3 separate regions of the Mus musculus genome follow, and all the other regions are linked to region 3. Evidence: chromatin contacts called from public Hi-C and promoter capture Hi-C data. All regions are on one chromosome and are shown on one strand. The core of a region is the stretch at or near the end of the contact, and the rest is flanking DNA. Distances in the headings are between cores, read along the strand shown.

What was found. Promoter capture Hi-C pulls out the DNA fragments that hold promoters and counts their contacts. A called contact is a pair of places that touch in the nucleus more often than the background predicts.
Region 1: a contact with region 3 is called in a promoter capture Hi-C map of neural stem cells. The contact joins the promoter of Slc37a3 here to the promoter of Braf in region 3. A contact is called at or near these places in 1 of 39 promoter capture datasets (neural stem cells), 3 of 115 datasets of contacts at active chromatin or transcription factors (CD8 T cells, memory CD8 T cells and pancreatic cancer cells) and 1 of 9 other capture datasets (adipose tissue).
Region 2: a Hi-C map of CD8 T cells shows a contact between it and region 3, with 4 times the contacts expected there. The contact joins the enhancer-like site here to the promoter of Braf in region 3. A contact is called at or near these places in 4 of 484 Hi-C or Micro-C datasets (CD8 T cells, embryonic fibroblasts and embryonic stem cells), 1 of 115 datasets of contacts at active chromatin or transcription factors (large pre-B cells) and 3 of 9 other capture datasets (adipose tissue, liver and pancreatic islet).

The regions. Positions count from the first base shown.
Region 1 is chr6:39,375,845-39,379,686 of GRCm38.p6, forward strand. It overlaps Slc37a3 (solute carrier family 37 (glycerol-3-phosphate transporter), member 3), which reads right to left and starts at 1,863. Exons shown (of 15, transcript NM_028123.3): 1 at 1,775-1,863.
Region 2 is chr6:39,460,841-39,464,512 of GRCm38.p6, forward strand. It overlaps Dennd2a (DENN/MADD domain containing 2A), which reads right to left. Exons shown (of 19, transcript NM_172477.4): 18 at 3,372-3,458; 19 at 1,538-2,611. The coding sequence ends at 2,580. Among named protein-coding and RNA genes, the nearest start is that of Gm52860, 7.8 kb to the right of the region's middle. Within about 2 kb of position 2,236, at least 48 of the 459 cell types and tissues checked have an H3K27ac peak or open chromatin away from gene starts, as enhancers often do. A contact at or near this core is called in CD8 T cells, where this site is marked.
Region 3 is chr6:39,722,556-39,726,713 of GRCm38.p6, forward strand. It overlaps Braf (Braf transforming gene), which reads right to left and starts at 2,908. Exons shown (of 22, transcript NM_139294.5): 1 at 2,552-2,908. The coding sequence starts at 2,740.

The DNA.
Region 1 (3,842 bases), core at 613-3,112, 350 kb before region 3:
CACATACACAGTATCTTTCTGATCTCTCATCATCTAACTAGAAGCTATTCACTGATACCAGATACATCTTTTCTCTTTCCAAGACTCGAGTCTTCCCAGGTGTATACTCCTATAATCCCAGCAGGGAGATTCCAAATGTGAGAGAATATGAGGCCAGCCTAGATTACAGAGCTGCAAAGCACACATTCATTTGAGAGCCTGCTTTAAAAGCATGGTCTAGCCGGGCAGTGGTAGTGCATGCCTTTAAGCCCAGCACTTGGGAAGCAGAGGCAGGTGGATTTCTGAATTCGAGACCAGCCTGGTCTACAGAGTTTCAGGACAGCCAGAGCTATATAGAGAAACCCTGTCTCAAAAACAAAACAAAACAACAAAAAACGCATGGTCTAGTTCAGTGGTAGAGTGCTTGACCAGCACCCATGGCACCTGACTACCAACCCTAGCACTCCAGAGACAGGAAGATTAGAAGGTCAAGGACATCTTCAGTTACACAGGGAGATGGTGATTACCTGGACTATTCGACACTTGTCCGTGCACTTGCTCGCTCTCTCTCTCTCTCTCTCTCTCTCTCTCTCTCACACACACACACACACACACACACACACACTTTTTCTTAAAACTGCCGCATTACCACAGATGTTAAGGACTTAGCTAGCTGTTTCAGGGTTCCTAAAACCACATCCATTTATACCAGGGTTCCTAAGGCCAACTTCTCCCTATTTTCTTTCAAAGACAACTACTTTCTCCTCTGCCCTTCAGACAAAGCCCTAATCGTGCCAGTTATCACTGCAACAACAGCATGTCATCCTCACTTGAGGACCAGGCACTCATCCAAAACCTTAAACAATGAGCACTGAACTGCTCCTGAAAAACAGAGAACTCTGACACTAAAGGTCAAGTCCATTTACTTCACTTCTTTCCTCACTTAAGGATTAAATGAAAGGATTTACTGTGTGTTTAGGGCAGACTCTGTTTTACTTACAAGGAACATCTGGCAAGTGGCAAAAGAATAATTCAACTACCACAGTAGTCGAGGTGTTCTCTTCATCAGTGATTGTTTCGTAAACAGAAATGTGAGTGAAGACATCAAGCAATGGCTAAAGAGGCTCGCCCTGGCAACTAGGTATCCTCTAAACATTTCAGTAAAATATCACGGCATCGCTTAACATATTGCAGAAAATGTTAAAAGTGGACACATCCCCATTGTCTTATCAAAATTAAGAACAGGCCACACTCTACAAATAAGAACAACCAAAGTCTGACATTCGAATAAGAAGCAGAGCCGAATTCCCTGAGGTCGTGGCAGTTACTCGAAAACAAACCCCTAGTTTTTCCACGAAGTCAATTCTCCCTCTGACCTCCGTGCATCCTATCCAAACGCCTCCCACCCTACCTGAAACGTGGCCCTCCTCTTGCTAAACCATGAACCCTTTCCTTGGGTTTCATTTTCTTCCGTTCAAACGTCCCATGAGCCAAGATCGGTGGGCCGAGGGGAACAAGTACCCCCTACCCGGGAGGTCTGCGTGGGCTGGGCTGGGCCACCTTCCCTCTCTGGTGTCTGGTGTCCTCCTCCCTCTGCGGTGCACACAGCCTCGGGACTGCACAGCGGCAGCACCAGGAGCTCCGGTGGGGTCCCGGTGGGGGTCTGGTGGGGGCCAGCTGCCAGCGGCGCCCGAGCCGCCACACCCACCAGCTGTCCGCGCTTCCCACGCCCGAAGCCCACCGCGCGCCCAACCCGGCCAGGACCCCAAGCACCCGAGCGCACGCAGGCTCGCACCTGAGACCCGCCGAAGAACCCGCTCCGCTAGACTCCGCTCCCGCCGCCCCCGCCGCCACCTCACCCAGCGGGATGTGGCCAGAGCTTCCGGACGCTCACGTGACCTCGGGGACAGGTGCATGCCGGGAGCTGTAGTCCGCCAGTGCCGCTTTACCTGCGAGCTGTAAAGTCCACTGGTTGGGTTTAACTGAGCTCCTGCAGGAAGGGACTAGGTCCAGAAATGTTAGCGGAGAAAAGCAACGAGTGAGAGATATCATTTGAGAAGAACCGATAGGCTGACCATTTTTTCAAGAGGAGGCGTTATTCTGTTTTAGACTCTTGTTTAATTAAATGCAGTTGTCCATATAGGTAGGAATAGTCATTCACCTGTTTGTATTCACAGCTCTGCACCCCATTGCCATTGCACCAAAATAAATAGTTCGTATTAAGATCCCCAGCAGCGTAGCTGGAAAGATGATTAAATACATACATATGTACGTACATACATACATCTGTGCATTTTTTTTTTTAAAAAAGATTTATTTATTTATTATATGTAAGTACACTGTAGCTGTCTTCAGACACTCCAGAAGAGGGCGTCAGATCTTGTTACAGATGGTTGTGAGCCACCATGTGGTTGCTGGGATTTGAACTCTGGACTTCGGAAGAGCAGTCGGGTGCTCTTACCACTGAGCCATCTCACCAGCCCACATCTGTGCATTTTTAAAAATGGAACTGTAGAGGGCTGGTGAGATGGCTCAGTGGGTAAGAACTGCTCTTCTGAAGGTCCGAAGTTCAAATCCCAGCAACCACATGGTGGCTCACACCATCAGTAATGAGATCTGACTCCCTCTTCTGGAGTGTCTGAAGACAGCTACAGTGTAATTACATATAATAAAAATAAATAAATCATTTTTTAAAAAATGGAACTGGAGAGACGGCTCAGCAGTTAAGAGCAGTGACTGCCCATCTAGGAGACTTAGATTTGGTTCCATGGTGACTCACACTCTAGTTCCAGAGGACCTGACACCCTCATCTGGCCTCCGTGAACATGACACACACAGAGACATACAAAAACACATAAATAAAAATAGAAAGGGGGAGAGGAAGACGTGGAGGAGGAGAAAGAGGAGAGAAGGAAGATTCCCGTGCTACCACCCAGTTTCCTCTTTCAGGGCATCCAAGGCCAGGTAGTAAGAACGCTTCCACCCGGCGCACGCCTTTAGTCCCAGCACTCGGGAGGCAGAGGCAGTCGGATTTCTGAGTTCGAGGCCAGCCTGGTCTACAAAAGGCACTCCTGGACCTGGGTTCATTTCACAGTTAATCTTATGTCTTCGGTGACATCCACCAAACTCTTCTTGACTTACAGACCAGCTTTTAGCTAAACTTTACTAAAACCCTGAAGGGTTTTGGTTAGGAAAACTGAAGCCACAGCAATAGACCCAAGATCCCCCAGCAGAGGAGACGCTGGAGTAATGAGCTAATGCAGAAAGTCTTAGGGTCACCTAAAAGTAACTCAGCAGCCCCAAACACAGTTTATTATTTGTTTGTTTTACAGCTTAGGTGCACACCGTAAGGGGGCGGGGGCTGGAGAGCTGGTTGCTCTTCCAGAGAACCTGAGTTAAATCCCCAGCACCTACATGGTACCTCACATCTGTCTATAACTCCAGGGGATCTGACCTCCTCCAGCACAGGGCATGCACGTGGTGCACAGACATATGTGCAAGCCAAATACCTTACACTGCAAAATAAAAGAAGAAACAAGTAGGGAGAGTCAGGTAAGGGAGGGACACACCCACCTAGGTTGCCAAGGAAGCGCCTGGGGTAGAAGAGGATGTGGGCAAAAAGCAAAACCTAGTAAGTAGATTTCCAGATTGTATGCGGTTCAGCCTTCCTCTTGTGGATTTAAAGGGAAGTTGAAGAGGAGATGACGGTGCTGGGGGTGTTTCAGAGATTAAGAGCAGCTGCTGTTCTAAAAACCTGAGCTCAGTCCCCAGCACCCAGACCAGGCAGCTCACAACCTGCCATAACTCTAGTTCCAAGCAATCCTATGCCTTTTCCTGGTCTCCTTGGGCACCCGAACGTATGG
Region 2 (3,672 bases), core at 986-3,485, 260 kb before region 3:
CTCAGTCTCCAGAGGGCTGGAATTTTAAGCTTGAGCCACTATGCCTGGCAGTACATGCTGTGGTGTCAAATAGGAGAGGGAAGACTGGAGACATAGCAGTAAACATGATTTACAGGGACACAAAAAGACACCTTATTTATTTTGAGGCAGGGTCTCTGTATGCAGCCCAGGCTGTCCTAGAACGCGCTTTGTAGATCACACTGGCCTGGAACTCAGATCTGCTTGCCTCTGTCTCCTGAGTGCTGGGACTAAGGGCACACACCACTAGGACAGACAAAAGAAACTTATTATTAATTTGGTTTTTTGAGACAGGGTTTCTCTGTGTAGCCCTGGCTGTCCTAGAACTTGCTCTACAGACCAGGCTGGCCTCGAATTCCAAGATCTGCTTGCTCTGCCCGAGTGCTGGGATTAAAGGTGCGTACCAAATGCCTGGCAGCGAAGCAGCACCACCACTGCCTGTCTCCATTTAAAAGTTTTACTTCATTTACTGCGTGTTCACATGTGTGTGCAAGCACATGGCATGACACGTCTGGAGGTCAGGACATCTTGTGGGAGCTGGTTCTCTTCTTCCACCTTGGAGGGCCTGGGGATTGACCTCAGGTGGTCAGGCTTGGTGGTGGCAAGTGTCTTAATGGGATAAGAATCTTGCCATTCCTATTTTATGAACATTAAAAATAAAATCACCAATCCTTTAAAGCATTAAAAACAAATAAACAAACAAGCAAATAAAAACCTGTGTGGTGTGCATCTGTATAGGGGCATGCATTTCACAGACAGCTTGGTGGAGTTGGCGCCTTTCCACCTTCATGTGTCTCCTATGCAGCGTTCACCAGCGGTGGCACCATCTCACCAGCCTGAGCCTTCTTTACACATGCAGTGTGTCTCCCCCTTTTAATATAAAGACCACTGAAAAAAAGCCTCTTCAGTGTGGCAGGGGGTGCACACCTTTAATCCCAACACTTGTGAGGCAGGCAAAATTCTGAGTTCGAGGCCAGCCTGGTCTACTGACTGAGTTCCAGGATAGCCAGCACTATACAGAGAAACCCTGTCTTGAAAAAAACAAAACAAAACAAAAAAAAAAGGAAAGAGCCGGGTATGGTGGTGCACGCCTTTAATCCCAGCACTCGGGAGGCAGAGGCAGGTGGATTTCTGAGTTCAAGGCCAGCCTGGTCTACAAAGTGAGTTCCAGGACAGCTAGGGCTATACAGAGAAACTCTGTCTCAAAAAATGAAAAAGGAAAAGAAAAAAGCCTCTTCATACAAATAGCCTAGTACATTCCCCCAATATTTGTTTGTTTGTTTGATTTTTTGAGACAGGGTTTTTTCTGTGTATCCCTGGCTGCCCTGGAACTCACTTTGTAGACCAGGCTGGCCTCAAACTCAGAAATCCACCTGCTTCTGCCTCCCAAGTGTTGGGATTAAAGGTGTGTGTGCGCCACCACCGCCTAGCACATTCCCCCAATTTTATTTTAGGTTTTGTTTAAGTCAAATACAAAAACATCAATAAAATAGAATATTATACACTCACTAGGAATGTTGATAAAGATATACTTATTTATTTATTCACCTGAAGTTCTTAAGTAAAACAGTATAATATAAAATAAGTTAGAAAAGAACGTATATTCCAAAATACTAACTGTGATCACTTGGGGGCAATATAAAAATACACAGAATATTGCTATCAGAAAGTTACCTAAGCCTAGGAGCTTGTGGAATCGGTCCCTGAGCCCCCGTGCTGTGCTCACCTGCTTTCTCTGGCTACCTCCAACATCCCAGCCACGCACTCCTATTAATCCTGCCCAGGTCAGAGGCGATCCAGATGTAGTCAGTTTTTGGTGGCATTCACAGTATCGGGGTGGCAGCCCCGAGGCCAGCCCGAGAACCTTCCTTTGCTGCACACAGGGCTCCTGCAGACTCTTACTGTCCCCACAGGTCAGCTGATTCGGGTCCTCTCTCTCATAAAAGAGAAGCAACTACAGAAACCTCTCCTAGCTTTGTTGGTCAAGAGGAACAGGCTCACAGCAGTGGCCTAAGTGTCATGGTTGGGCCACAGGAAATAGAAACTTCAGGACCCTTAGAACATTTTATTACCAGTTAACAAGATTTCCTGTTTTTTTAAATGTGTCCCTCTAAAAGCCACAGACTTTTGGGGCATGAATGGAGCTATACGGCTTCTAGGAGAAAAAAAAAGAAAATGTAGTCAAGAACAGTAAAGTCCAGTCTCTGCCACCAGGTGGCGTCATAGACCAGTGCGGAAGAAGCAGTGGCGTGGGCAGAAGTGTTTCTGTGGCTGCCGCGCTTCCTAACTCCTGGCTCCACAGAGTCAATGAGCTGGCCCAGAGGCGATGAGATGGGGCAGGAGAGCTGAATGAAGGAAGAGCCAAACACTTTCCTTCTTCTTCTCTTTTAATATCTAAGATTTAAAGGTCCCAGAAGCAACTAACCACAGTAACAACATTCTGCATGCTGGCTGGTCCCTTCCGGAGCTGTTGTGAGCGCGTGCCACCTGCCCAGCTAAGGGGTCCATCCTGGGAGGACTGGGGCGTAGGGAGGAGGTTTTCCCTTGGGCCAAGATGAGGGTTATTTCTTGTGGAGAAACTTCATTTTATTGCCTAAAAAAGAAAGTGAGAACATTTTATCAGGGGGGGAGGGGAGGGAGGGGGTGCACAGGAAAGTGTGTGTCTCTCAGCAGGCTGTGGAGTCAAAGGACATCTTTGTGGACTCAGTTCCCTCCTCCCGCGTTTATGTGGGTTCTGGGGACTGGACTTAGGCTTGTGTGCCACATGCTGTGATGTCTTGCTGGCTGGTCACACAGCTCCTGATCTTCCTCCTCCACCTCCAGGGTTTACTCTGGAGCACAGTGTGCACCCTTAAGGACCTTTTTGCTGATTAAACTGTAGTCCTGATGATTCTTCTTTTTTTTTTTTTTCTTTTGGTTTTTTGAGACAGGGTTTCTCTGTGTAGCCCTGACTGTCCTGGAACTCACTCTGTAGACCAGGCTGGCCTCGAACTCAGACATCCACCTGCCTCTGCCTCCCGAGTGCTGGGATTAAAGGTGTGCGCCGCCACCACCAGCAGTCCTCTTGATGATTCTTTTTTGCTCAGGGGCATTCGGAGGTTGGGAGGAATCCTACCTGTGTTAAGGTACTCCCTGCCTCGCCCAGGGCATGCTGCCTCTGTTGGTTGCCACAAGACTCGGGGGTTCAGAAGATGGTGGCAAGGATGTCAGTGAGGCCACCCTAGTTCCCAGGGACAGACTAAGAGAGGTAGACAGTCCACCCTGTACCGTTCCTGGCTCTTGTGGATGGAAGTAGTGAAGACTCCAGGAAAGATGGTTTAGAGCTGAGGCTGGCGACAGGGACCCAGCCTTACCCAGTCCCTTGAGGAATTTATTGACTCCGCTGTGCTCTCCGCTGGGCAGGGTTTCCAGGTACTCCTGGGCTCGGACTTCAAACAGACCTGGTGAGGAGAAATACCCAGGATATGTTAGATGCCTGCCTTTGTGCTTCTGCACTGACCTTCTTCCTCGATAGCTCGGGAAACCTTGCTTCTGAGGCGCAGCTGTGCCTATAAATACGCTTTCAAGCCTGGGGTTTATAAGGGATTTTACTGTCCTTATAATTGCCCCACCTTGTATAATAGCTGTCTGTGGGAAGCCGTAAAGTCCGTTCAC
Region 3 (4,158 bases), core at 1,658-4,157:
CAGAAGTTTTAACTACAGCCTCAGCCACACAGAGTTTCTGACAAGCCTGGGCTCCACCATACTACTTTCCGGAAGAATTTATTTTGTTATGTATATTTGTCATATTTTCTCTTTTTATAGCATCATCAAACATTAAACCCTGGGAAGGGGGCAATGGGAAACATCTGCTTTTAACTAAATAAAGAATACAGTTTCAGGAGATACAAACATGCCTTCAGTTATTGGTGATTTAATTTAACTTCATCTAGCCTAGAGGTCCTCAGGCAGTGTGGTCCATGGGGATTGCCTAGAAAGTGTCAAACAGAAAGTAACAACCCTAATACTCACTACTTCAGAAAGAAGACAGGAGGGGCCAAGGTAAGGGACCCACCCCAGTGCTCTAGCTCTCCCAAGTAAATAGCAAAATCTTCCAAACAGAAATGCCAACTGTCCTAATACCCTGACGCAAAGTTCTCAAGTCAGTGTCACATCCCAGAATTATCCTTGTCTAACTCCATCCATCAACCTGCCCATACTTGGATCCTGGTCCTCACACATCTATACAGTTCAAGACAACCAAGCATGTGCAGCATAGTAAAACCCAGAGACACCTGTGCCTAGTAAGACAAAGGCATATCCGATTCCTGGAGAAAATAGACGGCAGATGTGACCCCTAGCATTTCTCCATTAAAAACAATGTATCCTAAAAATAAATTTCCATGTCAACGGAACAAAGTTGTTTATAAATAAGATGGAATGTGGAGGTGTGGGGAAGACAAGAGGAAGTGTCAGCAAGTGAAGTACCAAAAGCCAGGAAACAAGACGGAATGGATGGTAACTAGGGATAAGGGAGCTAGGAAAGGGATGAGGGAAAGAGTGTTATCCTTAGACTGGAGAAGAAGCCGAGGGAAATAAATGCAAATGGAAACTGACCTGAGCATGAATTCAAGTGGTACGTTGGAATTATTTCAAATTAAGAAATAAGAAAAAAAAAAAACTGTGAGAAATGTAGGGTGGCTCAAATGATGGTACTGAACACATTCTGGGTAGAGATGGTATCAAAAGATGGAAAACAAACATTATTGCAAACAGACTGCTAACGATAGATGGAGAGTGGAGGATGAACATCCCAAGTAAATATAATGAAGCAGGAAAAAGAACACTGTAGAGATAAGGAGGTAGTACGAGAACTGGGAAACTTAAGTAGCAAGTTTATCTTTAAACAAAATTTATCTTCAAGTAAAATCAACAGAAACAAGTCACTCTCGACAACTGTTTGTAAAATACCGTATTCTAGCCAATTGTTTGTAAGATATGGTATTGTTTATGCGATACAGTGCCCAAATGGTAAATGTAGTAAGTTTTACATACAGAGAAAAGAGAATAAATTAGGTAATTTGACAATGTAATAAGTTGAATGATACAAGGACTACCAAAAGCCAAGTACTAAAGACTGGTAAACACGAAAGATGGGACGAAAATGGGAGCGAGCCAGATCACTTAAACCCACTAAAAACAAGCTAGCACGCAAGCAAGCAAGCAAACAAACAAACAAACAAACAAACCCACGAAGGATATCAACTGAGGTGTGTATGTGCACTGAAAGACTAACCCAAACTGCCAGCAGTGCAAGGGAGCAAAGGGCCAAGTGAAACCTGATGGAATCTTGACAGCTTTGGGGTTCAGGGAGTGAATAGCTTGCAAAGTGTCCAAAAGGATTTGTGAAGATAACAACGGATTACAAGGTGACGGTGCAGTGGAATGAAGTAGAGGCACTCAAGGGGACTAGGGCAAGAGAAGAGCAAAAATGCTCTTCCGTGGAAACTAAGGTTAGAAGCAAGTAGGTACAGTTGAGAAATGAGCGGGGTGGTGGATGAGGATAGAGGTTTACGGGTCAGCAAGGGAGCACTGACAAACAGTATTATTCGGGGATCAGAGACCAGGATGGGAAAAGCTTCGGAACAGTAAAATTTGGGGCTGAAAAAGTAAAGACTACACCAAAAAAAAAAATCATCCCCTGGGCAAAAACCGGTCAAAAGAAAAATCCCCCAAACAAGTAGCAAAGTGGGAAGGGGACAAGGGCCTGCAAAGGGAAGATAGTGAGGAGAGTGGAAAGATGCGCTCCGTCATCCCCAGGATCAGGGAGTAATCGCACACGGCGGTTCCTAGGGCTAGGGGACCAAGGGGTACTGCCCTGGCCACTAAGCTCCATCCTCGACGCCGTCCCTGCCGGCTAGCAAAAAGGAAAACATCTCAGGGATGCAGGGCTGGAAGCCTCAGCCAGGCGTGACCTTCTCCAACCCAGAGTTTCGCCCCCTCTGAAAAGGCTCCAGCTCTGCCCCCACTGCCCCAATCCCATCTGGGTGGGGGCCGGGGAACCCCCCTGGGCCATCGTGTGTGTTTACGTAGCGAGGAGCTACAAGACAGAGGGGGACACTCGGCCGATAACCACCTCCCCGCCGGCTACCAAGCACTGCCGGGGCTCCTTCTGCTGCCTCGGTCCCTCGCATAAACACTGGCCCGCCGAGCCCCTGACGCGCGAGCACTGGGGGGGGATGGCGCCGCCACTCACCTCTTCAGGAATGGCCGGGTCCGCAGCCGAAGAGGCCGCGGCGCCAGCGCCGGCCTCCGGCTCCATGTCGCCATTGAACAGAGCCTGGCCCTGCTCGGCGCCGCCGCCGCCGTCGCCACCGCCACCGCCGCCGCCACCGCCGCCGCCGCCACCGCTGCTGCTGCCACCGCCGCCACTCAGCGCCGCCATCTTCGAAGCGCGAGCCGGGCCGAGCGGCCGCCGCGGGGCGGGGAGGGGGAAGGGAGGCGCAGGGCGGGCGGAGGCGGGCGCGGAGGCGCGGGGGGCGTGGGCGGAGCGGCCGGGGCGGAGGCCACCTCTGGAACCCGCCGGCGGCCCCGGCGCAGCCGAGCCTGAGGGGATTTGGGGGGGGGAGGGGGCGGAGACGACGAGGAGTCGCCGCGGCAACGGCGTCACCCGCATGTCACGGTCGTGACGTCACCTGGGTGCGTGACGTCATCCGAGGAGCACCCTCGCGCCGCTGTCGCCAGGGGAGTGTTCCTTCTCCTCCAACCACCCTCGCGCTCACACGTTTCTACCCGCACAGTTTCCATGGCTCCGGCTTCCTATTTTTTCTCAGCCTGTTCTGTCATGTGGGATTTACTAGAAGAGCAGGGGGTGGTGTTTTAAAGAAGTTAAAATCCTAGAGGGAAGAAGGCCGGAAAGTCTGTAGTACTTATTACTGCCGTTACAAAGAAGCTCTGGGTGTCATAAAAATAAGACCTTAAACGCCAAGGTTGAAACATCAGCCAAGCCAAATTTCATAGAACTGTCTTGGAGCAGCTAAATTCTCAGTATGGTGTTTGTATCCTGTCCCTAAAGGACTTGATCTGTTGAAGTATAAATGAAAATCTAAAGCTGGTCTTCAGGGTATTTATTGCCTAGTTTCAGTCATTTACTATCAATTGGCTCCTTCCATGCACTAGGACCTGAGGAGAACACATGACCATTTTAGACATCTTATGCATCATAGCTAATTTTTATTCCAAAGAAAATAATTTAAAATATTTTGTAGATCCTGACTGATCCAAGGCATTCTCTTCAAACTGTATATGAAAAAAAGAATTGGGAGAAGAGAATTAAATCATCTCAGAGAAGCCCAAGTTGCAGAAATTAAACCCAATTTCTTTATGTAAATTACATGGTTAAAGTACGTTTAACCAAAGAAGGAAATAATGGAGAGAGGAAGTGTGTTAAGAAAAAGAGAAAACAGGAGTGAAAAACAGAAGCTACCAACACTATTCAGGAATTTCCAGTTTAACTCTTGAGTTGAGTTGTCTGTGTGTCTGTGTGTGCACTTCTATTAATGGAAAGGGGGATGGTCGCCACCAACCTCTTTATTGCATTTAGGATGAGTTGAAAGGTAGAAAGCTTCTGACAATAGGATGTCTGCCTATTTGGTCTGATCAGCACAGGCCCGGCAACTGATGCTTTGCTTCAAGGTAAGCAGTGCACGTGTGGCTGCTTGGTGAATCAAAGCATTACGTTCTTGTGTATTGAAAAAAAATGCCACCAATCAAATAGCTATTCTGTGTTTGCCAATGACATTGTACATTCTCTTCCAAGCAGGGACATTCCCCTGAGAGCTACATTTAAGTCAGAAGATGATC